Regions from separate parts of the Anas platyrhynchos genome. Here region 1 is linked to region 2. A link is a contact called in public Hi-C data. All regions are on one chromosome and are shown on one strand. The core of a region is the stretch at or near the end of the contact, and the rest is flanking DNA. Distances in the headings are between cores, read along the strand shown. Region 1 holds the start of JAKMIP3 (Janus kinase and microtubule interacting protein 3). Region 2 has its middle 4.1 kb from the start of PPP2R2D.

The links. Hi-C and Micro-C count contacts between places; a contact is called where the count stands out from the background.
Region 1: a Hi-C map of skeletal muscle shows a contact between it and region 2, with 2.0 times the contacts expected there. The contact joins the promoter of JAKMIP3 here to the enhancer-like site in region 2. A contact is called at or near these places in 3 of 8 Hi-C or Micro-C datasets (liver, skeletal muscle and subcutaneous adipose tissue).

What each region holds. Positions count from the first base shown.
Region 1 is chr6:40,769,603-40,774,962 of IASCAAS_PekinDuck_T2T, forward strand. It overlaps JAKMIP3 (Janus kinase and microtubule interacting protein 3), which reads left to right and starts at 3,825. Exons shown (of 24, transcript XM_072039938.1): 1 at 3,825-5,360. BNIP3 (BCL2 interacting protein 3) reads right to left here and starts at 3,737. Exons shown (of 6, transcript XM_027459845.3): 1 at 3,581-3,737; 2 at 2,995-3,178; 3 at 2,086-2,170; 4 at 481-587; 5 at 227-376. The coding sequence starts at 3,617.
Region 2 is chr6:40,729,244-40,735,013 of IASCAAS_PekinDuck_T2T, forward strand. No RefSeq gene overlaps it. Among named protein-coding and RNA genes, the nearest start is that of PPP2R2D, 4.1 kb to the right of the region's middle. Within about 2 kb of position 2,183, at least 4 of the 8 cell types and tissues checked have an H3K27ac peak or open chromatin away from gene starts, as enhancers often do.

The sequences.
Region 1 (5,360 bases), core at 2,575-5,074, 42 kb after region 2:
TCTTTCAAAAATACTCAGCTAGTAAGAAAAAAAATAATTTGATAGATTCAGCAATACCACAAACAAGTAGGAAACATTCCTGAATAGCTAATTGTCTAAGAGATGAGCAATTATAGACTCTTCTCCACAGAACGACAACAAAGATGGAACTGGGAGTCAGAATTAGGCCTCAGAGAAAAACGTGTAAAAAAAACAAAAAAGCCTTTTTTTAAAATAATAAACTTACCCTAGTCCAATAGCAAGCAAATGAGAAAGAAGCAGAGATGGAAGGAAAACCTTCAAAAATTCTGCTGAGAATATGCCCCCTTTCTTCATTACACTGGTGTTTCTCATGCTGAGAGTGGCTGTGCGCCTGGGATGTTTGAACAGGAATTCCCTAATTTTGAGGAAGAAAATACAACCAGAACATGAAGGGGTACATGTTTGTACTTGTGGCAGAAGCAGTACCAGAGTTCCTCCAGAACCACTGAGAGCACTCACTTGGGTGGGATGTTCTCTGGCCTGCTGGACCAATCCCATATCCAATCTGCATTTTTCTTCAGGAGCCTTTCTACTTCTTTCCTCCTTTCCAGAAAGTCTTCTTCAGACTAAAACAAAGAGCCATTATCAAACCATACACACGACTACGATGGGTAGAAAGTCCTGCAAAACAAATCTTCTGTTCTGCATCTAAAACCATACACGAGACCACCCTTGCAGCTCAAATCTCTCAGCTCTTTGCATATCACTTGATATCACTTGTATTGAACTATTTAGATCCTAGATTGGGGCACGGAGGGGAATCTGTCCTCACAGCAGGATGCAAATGCAAAAGGTCATATCCCTGCCTCGTATTTGCTTAAGTAAAGACTGCCCTGGAAATAAAGTGCCAAAGCCCTGTATTGCACCCTTACATGAAGGCTGAAAGTTACCCACATTCACACATCTGAACGACACTGGGCAGAATAAATTGCTAAAGTCTGTCTGCATTCAAAACTGCATGAATGTCATACTTACCTGAAGATGCTTATTCACGCTAATACAAGCTAAGTAAAACTAATTCAGTCTAGTAAAGCTACCTGGCTTTTGGGCCAGCATTAGGAACACAGGTGAAGAAGCAAGCCCAGGTTTATCTGCACACATCTGTGCAGAAAAAAAAAAACAAAAAAAACACCACAAAACAAAAAAGTGGCTTTGTTCTCAGTAAATTACAGTGTACATGCTGAATGAGAATACAATTTCTTGCTTATTGCACATGCATTGAATAGAGCCAACAGATTGTGATAAAAATAGTATCTGATCATAGAGTTTAAATAGCTACACACACACAACTGTGGAATGGAAATAAAGTTGTCCAGGCAACTATGTCTGATGTTTTTTCTAACTTTTGATGAAAAAACGATTTGATCTCAAAATCCAAGTAATCACCTTTAAACATATGAAGGGTTTTCTGGAAACGTAACATAAAAACAATTAATTCAAGGTAACGCATTAATTAACCTCAAGCAGGTAATCCATTGAGCTAGATTCCTGTAGGAGTTGTAGAGCTGGTGAGAAGAGTTTCAGATAAAGCGAGAGGCTGTGGGACCACACACACTTAATGTAATTTTGAACCGATTAAACCTGTTGGTAACACTTGGGTTGTCCAGCTTGGAGAAGAGGAGGCCAAGAGGCAACCTCCTTGCTCTCTGCAACTTCCCAAGGAGGGGAAGTGCAGAGCCAGGTGCTGGTTTCCCTCTCCAGTGACAGGAATGGCACAAAACTGCACCAGGGGAGGCTCAGACTGGACACCACAAAAAAATTATTTACTGTGAGGGCAGTCAAACACCGGAACAGGATTCCTACCAGTGTTTGAGAACCCAGATGTCTTTAGAGACAGAGTAGGGCACCTTAATCCTTCTGAAAAACTCTCAGGTTACATATTTAAAAAAAAATAAAAAATCAATGCAAATCAGGTACTTACTAAAAGCCTGATTCTGAGAAGATTATTTTAAGATACTGAGCTACTGAAGTCTCTGCACGAGGTGAAGCTGCTGATTTCCCAATACTGGTTTCCAAACAGTGACAGTAACAAATCCTTCCTCCAAAGGAAAATGAGATTTTTACCTGAAAGCTATTTTTTTCTCCACTGCTGTGACTCTCTATTTCCAAAGCTCTATGACTGTCTTGAGGTGTCTGGGAACGAGGAGGGCTTGATAAAAGAGAAACACAAATACAAAATAGCTCATTAAATTTTTTATGACGTTGTTTATGGGATTACTAACAAGCTAGTGAATGAAGCTTGTAAGCACAGCTGTCCTGAAGAGCTACGGTGCCCTGACCATAACCTGAGAGATTAATCTGCCAATGGGTGATATAATCCAGCCACCTCACTCAATTAATCTTTGATTTCCTAACAATCTGACAAAGCGCTTGCTGCTCAGAGTTGTTTTTCAGCAGCGTGGAGACACGCCCATAAGGCTGTATGATTTGGCCCATGTTGCTTACTAAATAATGATAGGCAGCAAGCTATTCCTAGACGTACACTTTGGTTTGAATTCAACTAGCCAGATGAGACTAGGAGGTTCTGCACCCGACTGCCTATTTTAAGGCCTTTTAGTTAAATAAACTTTAGGCTGTAGACTTCCTAACCCAGCAAAATCAAATACATGAAATAACAAAACTGACCACGTGCCTCAGATGTCTTTTTTTATTATTATTATACTCCTAGAAATCTTTGTACACTAGATATAGGACTTTTTTTTTTTTTTTAAAGCAACTGCCTAAGAACTCCTAATTAATGTACCCATCACAAAACACACTGCTTTTTTACCACCCCACTCTGAGGTTTCTGTTTGGGCAGCAGCACACTGCTTGCACAGGGTCTGACCCTTCAGCATGACAGCAGCACCCTGCTCTACAGGGCTTTCCTCACCAGAACAGGACTGTTGCCTGTACTCGAGCAGCACACCCATGGGAACACTGCGCATAAAGAAGGCGAGTTTCACATTGCTTCCAATGAGGCATGTTGTTTACCTGTCACAATGCGAACTTTCCCTCGAGCTGCTCCGTCCCGACTCATGCTGGGCATCCAGCAGGATTTTCTCCATGTCGCCGTTGTGGATGGAGATGGAGGCCGGCACTTGTTCGTGGCCCGTCGGCGTGGAGCCGTTCCCATTGCCATTCCCATTGCTGCTGAAGTGGAGCTCTACCCAGGAACCTGCTCGGTGTAATCGGGAACAGAGGCGGAATAAACCTGATGGTTTTGTACAACAGGCAGGTGGGCAGAGGCTGCTGACCCCCAGCCCGACCTCACAGCGGGACGCACACCCACGGCTCTGCCCATACCCACGACGAAATGCCAACCCAGAGCGCCAGGGAGCTGGGGGCGAGCTGCCCAGCGCTGGGTGCCTCCTGCAGCCCACAGACCTTCCATTTCAGGGCACGGCATAAACAACCCCTGCTGCTCACCACAGCTGGAGGCCTGCGGGGCCCGGCACCGCCTTGTGTCGGGCTGGGAGCGCTGCCCGGGGCTGGGCAACAGCGGCCCGGGGGGCAGGGAGAAGGGGAAGGGAGAAGGGGAGAGGGGAAGGGGAGGCCCTCCCGGTGCCCCCGGCCTTACCCTGCAGGTTGTCCTCCTGCGGGCTGTGCCGGGACATGGCGGCCCCGCTCTGCCCGGCCCGCGGGCACGGCGCTGACGGCAGCCGCCGGCCCGGCCTCCTCGGGCCGCCCCCGGCAGGCGGGGCCCGGCCGGGCTCGGTGCTGCTCCCGTCAGGAGCTGGGGGGGAATGGTTCGGTGCCCGAGCTCAGTAAAAGGCGTGTCTGTGTCTGTGTGTGTGTCTGTGGCCCTGCAGCTGGTGCCCAGGGCGTTGTTTTGGGTCCCTCAGCTGGCCCAGCGCGGAGGATGAAGGAGAAAAGTGGCTGGGGCAGCGCTCTGCCGGCTGCCACACGGGCAGATTTTGTTAAGAGATAGCTATGGACGCTATTAAGGACACTGCGGGGTGTGGAGCAGCTTTTCTCGTAGCTCCTTCAAGCAAAGCGAGGTTTGATGTCCCCACCGCAGTGCCCAGCAGTGCCACGGCCCCACAGGCAGGCCTGGGCCCAGGGAGAGCGGCTCCGTCCCCACCTCGGGGAGGGGACAGCGATGCCACCTGGAACAACGCCAGAATTGGGAGAACATCACAAAACATTTCCCAAGGAGGGGTCGCCAGGTTTAACCTCTGGGTGCACACTGCTGAGATTACAGTACAGGATTGGTATCCTCTTCGGCACAGAGAAACGGTCTGAATTAAAATAAAATTAAAATACACTAAGAGAGAAAATGTCGTAAATTGATATCATTTACATGGTAAATATTGAAGTGTTAAAATTAACCTTTGGGGAGGGATACATTTTTTTCTGTCAACAATTATCTGACTTTGAAAACTGATTTTGCCAACTATGGGCCAGAGTCAGCTCTGCCTTTGGTGGTCTAAGTAGATGGGAAATGGATTTGGGAAAAGGTTTGGTGCTATGGGTGTCATGCCAGGTGTAACGACATCAGCACTTCCAGCAAGGCAGCAGTGCCTAAAACCCCGTGGTGGTGCTCAGGATGCTGGATAGGCACCCCAGGCACCCTGCCAGGCGCTGGGCACAGCAGGGACACCCCGGTTCCACTGCCCACCCTGTCCTGATGTGCCTGGGTGCCCTGGGTGCCCGGTGACACCACACTGCCATGGGGCAGGATGCTGGCTGCCACCACCCATCCCTGCTCCCCGGCTCGGGGCTGCACTGACAGCCAGCACTGGCCTGTGCCCCCGCACCAAGCAGCCCCAAGGCTCACTTTCTCTTCGTCCTGTTTCCTCTTGGTTGACCTCCGCTTCAGGAAATCAATTTACTAGAAGTCTTTCCTGCTCTAAGGCTGGTATGAAATGGGGTCGAGCAAATATCACAGTGCGGCTGCAGCAGCTGACCTCTAGGATCTTTTATTAGCAGCCAGATGAGTGTGCTTGTTTTCCTATAGACCTTTATGGTAAATGATTTTTGGTTGTTGCCAGACAAGCACTCTGCTGTGATCACAGAAAATTGCAAATTATATGGGACGAAATCTTTCAAAGGCTATCGATTTGTTAAGCTGCGATCCTCTTTCAGGTTGGAACCCACTTTAATGTTGTTTAGCTGCACATCAAGAGAACAATCCTGCATTGATCATTTCCTCCGAATGCAGAGGCACGGCCCACCGCCTCCACTGGCTAAGGAACGCAGCATTTCGGGTAGCTGTGAGGTCCCACGTGCTGGCCAGACACCTTTAACTTCGCCTTTAGCTTTAAGCCCGTGTTTTTGTACCGACCCTGCAGCTCACAGCGGTTTTGAGGGACAGTTATTTTAGGCCTTCCACAAGGACTGTTTGTAAACCCAAAGTG
Region 2 (5,770 bases), core at 933-3,432:
CACATAGCCCCCAGCAGTGCCGAGAACCGAGGACAACTGTGCGTGGAAAGGGCAAGCAGCAAAGGTCTTCTGAGGGCTTTGAGGACTAGCTGAAAGTGAGGAAAACACCCATAGGAAACAACGCTTAGGATTTGCTGGCACTTTTCTGCTTTGACTGAGGAAAGCTGAAATGCAGAAACAGATTTACATCTTGACAGAACATACCATCTGAACTCAGAACCAAAAATGTGGCGTGGCTCCCATCCAAGCGATTACGACCTCGTGATGTTCAAGCAGAGCAAGTCTGCAGCCATACTTCATGTTCTCTGTGCTTTAAAATTGTTTCCATGGGCCACATCAGCCAGAAGACAGAAGGCAAACAGACGCAAAACCACACAGGGTTGCTATAAGAATATTTTGCTCAACTTCCAAAGATCCACAGCTGAGGAAGAAAGCTCCCTCCAAGTGGAACAGCAAGCAGCTGTTGCCCATTCCCACCAACCATAATTTCTGCAAAATGGTGCCACCGACAGGACACAGGAAAGAGGACCCAGAGGAGGGACTTAGTTTTTGAGGAAAGAAGCTGAAAAGCAAGGCTCCTGTGGGTGCGTTGGCCCAAAGCCCCCCCGCAGAGCATCAACCAGGGGCAACAGGCAGCGTTTTAACACCCGCTGGCGGTGGTCAGGGACCTGGAGTCATTCAGCCTTCAAACAACTGCTCAAACTGTTTAGGCATAATGAAAGACTTGCAATTCTGCAACACCGTGAGGAAAAACATGCAGCAAAGACAGGCCAGACCATGCTGGTGGGGCAGTAGTGCTACAGCATATGATAAAATTAAGTAGAAAACCTGCTGTCAGCCGTGAGTCCACATGGACTGCACGTACAGGCCAAAGCGTGAAGGCTGTGGCACTGCTCAGAATTACTGCTGCTCTGCCAGGCAGGCGAGCTGTCGGCATGCTGACGGGTGTCTGAGAGGGGAAAAGGGCAGGAAATGTGAGGGTAAGGGCATTCATGTTTGTCCCCATCTACATGGACTGGGCCAAAACCAAATTAGGGGATAATTTCCAAACATGATTTTAGGGACTACCAACTGCTGTTTTATGGAACAGAGAGAATGCACAGACTGAGATGTGAACCCTGGCTTGCTCCTGGGTAACATGCAAGATCTCACTTCAAATGCTGTAGTTGAAAGAATTACATGCAACTCTAATGCTGTTCAGCCTCCCTGTAAGAGCAAAGACTTAGAATATATTAAAACCTGTAATCAACTTGAGAAATACAGGCTACAGGAAACAAGGACGCTCATCAGATGTAGACAGTAAAGCAACTGAGGTAACTAAATCCTTACAGGTGGCATGGAAGCTGTTAACTCCATCCAGAGCACTCACAGCCTGTGGATACCATCACTTAAAAAGGCTTGGAAAGAATCAGGAGAAAGCCAGCACAGCCCACTAGCATGCTGATACAGGACGACATAAGGAAGAAGGTGGTATCCTTCAGACAGCTCAAGCAATATCCGAATTAAGGCAATAAGAATGGACCAAACTCCTGGAGACTAAACATAAAATGCAATTAGGCAGGCCAAAATGGAAAAGAAGTGAGGAAGCAGAAGAAATCCAATTATAAATTACAGTATAATAAACCCTAATAGCTTTTCTTCCAATAGCAATAACCTGTTAACTTGGTTATGCTTAGAGTCTCCGTCCTCAGCGATGCAGACTACCACTCGCCACGAGGAATGGCAGGCACAGGGCACATTTACAGGCAGGAGCTGCTCCGTGCAGAGGGAAAATAGCACCCCTTCTACAGAAACACCTCCAAATCTGCACCAGTGTCAGTTAGTGGAAAACTCTGGTGGCTCCTCAGCCGGGCTACAAAGCGACCAGGCTCCTCTCCCCGCAGCAACATTTTTGACATTGCTGAAGAAATGTTGTGTACAGAAGGGTTCACACCGTGCTCAGAGGCTGCCTGAAGTTTCTGTTTAGCTCAAGTTCTTTCCTTACAATGCCAGAGAGCAATTACTGGATCAGAGCACGAAAAGCACAATAGAACAGACATTTTCTTCAGCCGGGAGGTGATTCAGCTATCAGAGAGTTTCTTTTGTTTCTATTTGTGGGAAAAACAAATGGCTGTGTTTAGCTGTCTGAAGCTGAAGTTCCCAAGGTCATGCTGGCAGCCGGCTGCAGCGCGGTACCTGCGGCCCTGTGCTGCTCCTCACATTCCTTCCTCCCTAAACAGCCTGAGGTTCACTCGAGGTCAGCGGCATTGGAAGGCAAGCAGGGCGAGAAACTGTGACTAACCAGGGCACGTTTTGCCTCTGCAGCTGTAAACAGGGAGCAAAGCACATGCCATCACTCCTTCCGTTCCCTCATACAGAAGCTATCCATAATATATAAAGGAAATGTGCAGCAGCAGCCAAGGCAGCGCTGAGAAACGAGGCCGTGCTGCTTCTTCCTGGAAGAGCTGCCCTTGCCGGCGGGGCGAGCCAGCGGGGCAGGCCTCAGTGCGTCAGGGCACGGCACGGCACGGCCCTGCTGCACGGGACACAGCCAGCGAAGGTGACGGCACTGCCTGTGGGACTGGCGTCGCAGGAGGCCAAGAGAAACACCAGCTGAGCCACGAGTCCTAGGAGACTCGTGGGAGACTCTGTCCCACGAGGGAAGGGGCCTGCTTCGCTGGGCTGGGTGCAGGGAGTGTGGTGTGAGAACCAGACACCTCCCTGAGAGGGGTTTGGGACTTGGGACAGGTCTCAGGGCAGGCATTTGGGTCTGGGGGCGGAGGGAAAGGCAACAAGGGCAGCAGCTGCCACATTTAAACAGAGTGCAATCTAAAGCCCACGTCTGAAATTCAGCATACGTCTATATACCTTATTGATAAACAAAGGGTAAGAAATACAGGTAATTAGACTAAACACCTGGCTGTAAGGTAACTTTCCAGCTTCTAAACCGCAGATTTTCTTTGGAGTTTGGAAGAGAGGCAAAAATCCCATGGGAAAATCTGTTGCTCCTCTCACCTAGAACTAATCAGATGTTTTTTATGTCAATTAGCATGTAATATGTATCTATTAGTGAAATCTGATTCCTTATGCCAACCGGTTGTTTCTCTCCTTACAGTAAATGCTATTTCTGTGGCTTGCACTACATTTAAAAAAAAATATATAAATACGCTTTGAACATGCTTTGTTTTCAGGCACTAGTTGTCAAAGACCAATATCAGAGTGCCAGCCAAGAACTGGGGTTCATTTAATCATAAACAGATAGTGGGAAACACGCCAAGAAACAACTGCTGGTGAGCTGGCAACAACAACGCTTCACACAGCATATGTCAGGGGGCACGAGGCAGCTGGCTGGGCAGGATGCTATTTCGAGAGAACATTTGGAAACATCTCTGTCAGGAGCTTTTCTTGCAAAGTGTGGCAAGAGCACAGCGTCACTTTCTTCCAAGTGCAACTCGAACACACAACAGTAAGCCACTAAACTAGAAACAGCCCTGGCAAACACGCTGTGCTTTAATTCTGAGAAGTGCCCAGAAGTGTTGCACCCCTCATCACGCAGCATGTGCCACACCACTCCCCCCGGGCTCCTGGAGCAGCTTCCCAGCAACTGGAGACAAGTGACAAGTGACAACCACCGGGACCCCTCCTTCTGGACGGCTGTGGTACACAGCCCTCCCCTGTACGAGATAAACAAACGTGTTTGGTGGTGACACCGTCAGCTCCCAAGAAGAAGCAACTGAACAGAAATGTTCTAGGAAAATCCCACACAAATGCCAACAACTTTAAGCAGGTTTATTCACTGCAAAACAAGCAATAGAACGTATTTGTCTGAATCTTCCTCTGTCAACACATCCTTTTGTATTTCAAGTTCAAAACTTTAGAAAGCTTATAAAAGCTAATTAGTTCCTTGACTTTAATTAACCTATTCTTTGAATATAATGGAAAGCAGGTGCTTTCTGTATACATATTAAACTTAAAAAAAAAAAATCTTCACACAAATCTAACAATTTTTTTAAAAATCCTGCTCATAAAACACAGACATTACAAAATCAACAAATATATGCATCCACTTCAATAGACTTAATTATTGGTTATTTTAATTTCTGTTTTCTGATGAGCAGGATTCCTCCAAAAGAATGCACCTACGCCAGCGTTTGAATTCTCTCCCAAATTTCACACATTAATTTATGTTTATGGGATTTAAAGGCATACAGTTCACCCCAAAAGCACATTAGTGGAAAGCAAACAAACAAAAAGCGGGCAGACACAAAAATACTAAGCTAAGAACTAACAGTGACTGCACAGTGAGGACCCTGGCCCCTTTGGCTAGGAGGGACCCCGGAGGGCAGCTGGCCCAGGGCTGGCCCATGCTCCTGCTTTCCTCAGGATCACATTGAAACGGTGCATGAGGCTGCTCACATCCTCAGGCAGTCGAGACAGGACTTCCCCCAAGGATGGGACTTCCACCCTGTCCGGGCACCACATCCAGCATTAGAGCACCTTCCTGTGAAGAGCTGGGTCCTCATATGTAGCCTGGGTTTTCCTTGCTGCAGCTGCATTGACTGCCTTCAGTCACACTGCGCAGTGCCTGTCCTCCACTCTCCCTACCTCCATCCCTCCCTGGATGGCTGGCGATATCCAAAACACAGACACGAGTGATATCCAACTGTTTTATTTTTGAAAGTTTATTATTATACATGCAAGGAATTATAATGGCAATTTGCCGTACACAAAAATGGCCAATAAAAGTAGTTTCTTGTTGAAATTTTATTTTAATTTTTAAATTGTTAAAACTGCTTAACTGCTTGTTAAAAATAATAATAATAATAAAATCTTAGATTCTGAGGTCATAGATGTGATCCAACAGAAGTAGCTGCTGTCAAGATGTAAGCAGACTGAGGCCAACAATGTGACATAAAAGCTCCCCTACCAGTTCAATAACAGAATGAAGCCAGTGCTCACTTCAGGCTGATATAAGATTTCAAGGCATGAGCCCCTGCCTGCATGTGAGCTACAGTTATTCTATTCATAGCACATGTAAATTTAAAGTTTGTTTTTAGATGTGTTTGTTGCTAATACAAAGTGATAAAAGCACTATAAAAACTTCAAGATTGAGTTTCTTAGAAATAAAATCAGTACCATTTGGATCCACTAGTGATCTATTCCTTTATTAAAACAAAAGTTTCAAGGTATCCACAAAATTATGACACATAAAACATTAGTTTTATATAAGTATATAACTGGAAAATCAGTATGGTCTGAACACGCCAGTCAATCAGAAAATAAAATGGTCAACTTTCAACAGGTAAGTAAGTTTTGGTAATCACAGAACTTGCCCCACAAGTTCTCTTTCCAGAGCAGAGATGTGATAACAAATGAAAAGCAACTAATATCCAGTTGCCTTGTAAGATTACTTTCCCATACCTACAAAGAAGACACCCACAGAACAGTAAGCTGAAATTAATTTCACTTAAATTCTTAAGTTCTTAATACAATGCATAAGGAATAAACAACACAAAGTAATGAATCCATAAATGGACCATGTACCATGCCTAGAAATTAAATAAAGACAACTTTGTTCAAATATATTTCTGTAACTGAGGAACTAAGTAACATCAGTGAGAGGCTGCAAGCCTAAAGAAACCTTCGCTAACTGGAACCATACTAAACTCAGGCGGGTTTCAGAAACCAAGTGCCTTTGCAGAAAGATGCTGGAGCCCCTCTGGATGAGTGTAGGTCCTGTGAAAGAGGAACTCCAGCTGCAAAGAGGAACTCCAGCTGCAGAGCGCTTCAT